Linked DNA regions of Hordeum vulgare: region 2 is linked to region 1. A link is a contact called in public Hi-C data. All regions are on one chromosome and are shown on one strand. Each heading gives the region's core, a stretch centred on a gene start, on an enhancer-like site or on the middle of the called end of the contact. The rest is flanking DNA. Distances are from core to core; before and after follow the strand shown. Region 1 holds the start of LOC123410563 (PHD finger protein rhinoceros-like). Region 2 has its middle 160 kb from the start of LOC123410563.

Region 1 (2,626 bases), core at 48-2,547:
TAGGGTGTTTTAAGGAAGGGGTTTGATTGATTCAGTGGCAGTGGGAAGATAAACAGGAGCACAAATGAGCAGATCCAGCAACACAGCCAAAGCAGCCCTATCTTCCATCCCAGCCCAGCCCAGAACTTCATATAAACAAACAGAGGTAAAAGGGACGGGGTGAAGCAGCGAATCTTGAGCAGAACAAGTGGTTATGTTGAGACTTGGCACTGGCAGGCACTGCTGAAGCATACGGCACATGGCAAATGTAGTTGTCTGATGCCCCAGAATCAAATCATCAATCAAATGAAATAAAGGGAGCAACGCTAACCGCTCGCCCAACCAACCTCCCGGGGAAGAACATGTTGAGGGGAGGAAGAGGAGAAAAATGCAAAGATGATACATTGACAAATCTCCCTGCTTTGGAGAAGGACTGAAGGAGGCGAGGATCAGGAAGGCAAGACATGTACAGAGTACAGACGCACGCACCTCTTGAGGCAAGCCTGGTGAGTCCCGTGAGCCACAGATGATCCTAGCTCTTCTTCCCGTGAAGTGAAGAGGAAGAGGGGAGGACGGGTGTGCGCTGCGGAGAAGACGACTGCTTCTTCTCGTGCCTTCTATGGAAGAGCGAGGGAGGCGGCTTTCGCGGCCTGCTTTGATCGGGAAAGCTCGGCTTGTCACATCCAAGAATCCCTCCCGTTGGCCCTCCGCGACGGTGCCTCTCTCTCTCTCTTCTCTCTCTCTCCAAAATGAGATGAGATGGTTTGTTTGTCAGGAGAAGAGAAGAGGGAGGGGAGAGAAGGTCTTCGAGCTGAGCGCACGCGGTCAGCGAGCAGTAGCAGCAGCAGGCACAGAGAAAGAAAGAGGGGAAGGGCAAGGCAGCACTGTTCTACTACACTGTTTTTTTTAGATCAGCAACACTGTTCTATTGTGGCGTGCAAAAGCGCTCTGTGTCTAGGGGGCCCGTATCCTTGGGCTGGGACCGGGGAGTCAGTGGGTATGGGTTTGGTTAAGGTCAGGCGTCGCTTTCCTTTCCATGGGAGCAAGGCAGAGTTCCCAGGACATGCATGGGTAAAAATCTTTTGTTACAAACATAAAAAAACAGTGAACCTTTTAAGAAAAAGGTCCCAAGTTCAGTGACATGTGTGAATTATGAGCAACGTGGCATTACAAGGAAAGCGTACAAACATGAGTTCTGGTACTAGTAGTACTATTTGTTCTCGCTTGTCACACTAGTAATATTTTTCAAAATTTCCGTCGAACAATTATTCTACTGTCACGGCTCAAAAAAATAAAATCAAGACATTTCTGAACTACTTCTTTGACAATGTAAGGCCTCCTTTGGTATATAATAGGGTAAAAAATAATAAAAATAGAAAATTCATAGTAATTGAGATGCATGTGCTATCTTAAATCCTATGAATAGGATTAGAAAAGAAGATGCCCTCTGATTTACATCAAATGGTTTATTTTCTTTAGGCTAATGTTATTTTCCTATGAAAAGTGAAGGATATAAAAAGAATCTCCATAGTAATAGGAGTCTGTTCCTACAAACCAAAAGGCTTTAAAGTATTTATTTTTCTATAGAAATCCTATCCTATATAATTCCTATAAGATTCCTTCAAACCAAAGGAGGACAAAGAGATTTTTTTGCTCGTTCTTGTTTCTTACCGAGCACAAGTGTGCTTTTCCAGCGGCAACTAAAATTTCTTTGGTCAACGACTCAACGGTAGCACCGGCTGCAGCACCCAGCTTAACAACTGTATTCATTGCCGACACTTTTGACTCTTTTTTTATTATTATTATTGAAGGAATGCACTAGTTTGACTTCAAGAAAACTACTTGTAATCGTACAACGCAGTGACCCACTGAGTGAGCCTGCTCTTCCTTATCCAAGTTACAAAAAAAGTCCCATCATTTTTAACGAATCAGGAACATTTCTGTAGATCCTGTAGAGCTGCATAATCCAAGATACTTATATGATACAGAAGACGGACATGATAGTACAGTACAGAAGACGGACAGAGTTGCCCCCATCCCATGATTCCCATGCATATGCATTTTGGTCAGCGTTGGGAATAATAATGCAGTCGCTGCCTCGATGATAGTGGTACTAACTGATGGGGATCTCGTAACCACTGTATAATATGCATACTGACGCATATGCACTGCCGGTTGGTAAACCAATTGCCAGACTATTTTTATGCATATATGTAGGTGCATCGTCCAAAACTACAGCTAAATTCCATGCACGCAAGTATGCTTGCTGGATAATAGTTCATACTTAAAACAAGTACAATAAGATACGGTCAGCAGGCTGTAAGGATTAAAATATTATGGGTTGTTTGGTTCCCGGCCTAAGGTTGTCATGCCACAATACCTTAGGCATGTGTTTGGTTCATTGCCGCACTTGTGGCTTGCCACACTTTTCTAGTTATATGGTCCACATGTCATACACTCAATTTTTTACCAAATCTTGCCACACTTGTGGTGTTCATTTTGTTAGCCACACTTTGCCTAAGGTTAGTTGTGTCAAAGTTAGTCATGAACCAAACAAGCCTTTATTTTTTTTGCTGAGTTGGATGAGAGAGAAGAGGAGAGAGAAGGGAAGTGGACTCTTCGTGAAAAACCAGCTCTAGCACGTGCT
Region 2 (2,626 bases), core at 85-2,584, 160 kb after region 1:
TAAAAAATGTTCTTATTTTAAAAAATTGCTCGCACTTTTAAATTTTTCACAATTTTTCAAAATTGTTCTCGGTTTAAAGTTTGTTCTCAAGATTCAAAAAATAGTCGTGCTTTAAAAATTTTCTTAAATTTTAAATCTTCTTCCTTTAAAAAAGGTTTCTGATAACATCCACACGTGTGGGCGTTAAGAGGTGCTCCCCACACGTTTCGTGTGGTGTGTAAGGGAAACAGCCCACACGTGTGCGTGTGGGCAAAACAGCTAACGCCCACGTGTCCAGCCTCCTGCCTCGCGACCCGCACATCCGGCCTGCCACCTCGCGATCCTCACGTGCCCCCCTTGATAGTTCCACTCAGTTGTCATGTAACATTCGGAAGACATGACAACTTATAGGCATGCGGGCACGGCCAGCTCCACTCAGTTGTCATGTAACGCTGGGAAGACATGGCAACTGACAGACATGCAGGCACGACCAGTTTCACTAGTTGCAATGTAACACTGAAAATACATGACAACTGATAGGCATGCGAGCACAACAGTTCCACTCAGTTGTCATGGATAAAACATGTCAACTGATAGGCATGCGGCCATGATAATTCCGCTTAGTTGCCATGTGGAAGAAATGACAACTGACCGACATGCGGTCACGATAGTTCCACCTTAGTTGACATGGGAAAGACATGACAACTGACAGGCATACGATCACGGTCAGTTCCACTCAGTTATCATATAACACTGGAAAGACATGACAACTGACACGCATGCAGGCACGGCCAGTTTCACTATGAAGACATGACAACTGACAAGCATGCGAACGTGTGAGCGCGGCGTCAGTTTCGCCACACGTCGGGTTGACAGTCGCGTGTGGGCGTACGCGAAACAGGCATGTGGGCGAACTCCTTAACACCCACACACCAACCCCTTCTTACGTGACACAAAAAATTGTCATAAAATGCTAAGATTAGTGCAAGACGTACATTCTTGCGTGTGGACGGTTTACAAACGCCATACGCGTGGACGTTATCTTTTTTCTTAAAAAATGTTTCAAAATTTAAAAAAGATATCATTTTTCAAACTTCGTTCATAAATTCAAAAAATGTTCTGGTTTTTAAAAAATATTCTTCAAATTCGAAAAATATCTTTGCTTCAAATACGAAAAGAAAAGGAAAAAAAGAAAGAAAAACTTAAAAAAAAAGCAAAAATAGAAAAAAAAATAGAAAAAAAATATTGATTTTTTAATAGAAAAAATAAGCTGGGCCGACCCAGTTGGGACAGGAGCTCCCTTATATGTCACCCAGAGGGCAGGCCAGACCTATCCCTAGGTCATCCACCAGACGGCCCAATAGCAGGCACAGGCACAGGCGGGCCACCCCCGATGCCTGCGGCCCAGATTGCAGGCACCGGCCCAGCCAGGGTTTCCCTCGGTACCGCAGGCGAATGGCGGCGTGGCGCAGATCCAGCCAACACCAGCGGCCGGACTAGGACACGGCGGCGAGGGAAGAAAAGCCCGGAATCGTACCCCCTCGCACACCCGCCGATCGGGACCTCCGCTGCAGGCGGCAAGCGGAGCCACGCCGGCGGAGCAGGAGCGTCGTCCCGCCGCCACGAGACCGCCGCATTACCCCGGTCGGCCCTGCCCACCACCCCCCAAGAGCGCGCTCGGGCCCCGCGACTACGACGGCCGGCACGCAGGCCACTGCTAGTGGTCGACGGGGAAGGTGGTGGCTGGGTCCGCTGCGGGGACCAATGCCGCACGGCTGCAGGGGGAGCATCGACCAACGCCAGTGAGACGGCCTCGGCCAGCCTGTCCCCAAACCGGCGGGCGCATCGACCAGGTCTTCCTCTGTGGCCCAGTCCGCCTAGGAGAAGCCGCCCGCCGCCGTAGCCGGGGGAGGAGCGAGCGGGCCGACGGCCGGAGAGGAGGATAGGGAAACGTACGTGGGGATGATGGGGGACGGGGGGCGACCGCGGCGAAGGGGCAGGAAGTCGTCGTGGCAGCTGGGGTTGTGCCGGGCGGGAAGAGCGGCCGAAGGAGCGCCCGCAGATGGACGTGTGTGTCCATTGAGAAAAGAAATCAACGCACCAGTACATCGCTGACACAAATTCCTGTAGCAAACCGCGTCACTGCAGATGGCACTGTATCACTGCGAATCACCATGCATCAGCGACTGGGCGGTCCTAGCAGTGCATAAAATTGATTTTACTCTAGGGACACGGAGTATTTGATCCTGAGCTCCGATGAACAGTAAAATTCAGAAAAATAAAAATAAATAAGTTTTTAATAACATTTTTTTTGTGATAAAGTTTCTAATAACATTGATGAATGTTTTAACTGTCTGCAAATTTTTGCGATGAAATGACATTCATGTAGTCCTGGAGAAAAAAGACAAAATCGATGCTCCGAAAACACAATTGTTGAAATCATTTTAGAGCATTTTTTTTGTCCAAACCTCCAAGGATGTTACTTTTCACGGATTTCTTTATAATGCTAAAATCTTTATCAATGTTTATCATAGAAAAAAAACAGATTTTTGTGATGAAATAACATTCATGTAGGCCTGGAAAAAAAAGACAAAATCTATGCTCCAAAAACACTATTGCTGAAAGCTTATTTTTTGTCCAAACCTCC

The links. A called contact is a pair of places that touch in the nucleus more often than the background predicts.
Region 2: a Hi-C map of seedling shows a contact between it and region 1, with 2.7 times the contacts expected there. The contact joins the enhancer-like site here to the promoter of LOC123410563 in region 1. A contact is called at or near these places in 2 of 6 Hi-C or Micro-C datasets (leaf and seedling) and 1 of 1 datasets of contacts at active chromatin or transcription factors (embryo).

Annotation. Positions count from the first base shown.
Region 1 is chr7H:222,300,255-222,302,880 of MorexV3_pseudomolecules_assembly, forward strand. LOC123410563 (PHD finger protein rhinoceros-like) reads right to left here and starts at 1,298. Exons shown (of 6, transcript XM_045103507.1): 1 at 469-1,298.
Region 2 is chr7H:222,458,242-222,460,867 of MorexV3_pseudomolecules_assembly, forward strand. No RefSeq gene overlaps it. Among protein-coding and RNA genes, the nearest start is that of LOC123410563, 160 kb to the left of the region's middle. Within about 2 kb of position 1,335, at least 3 of the 3 cell types and tissues checked have open chromatin away from gene starts, as enhancers often do. A contact at or near this core is called in leaf and seedling, where this site is marked.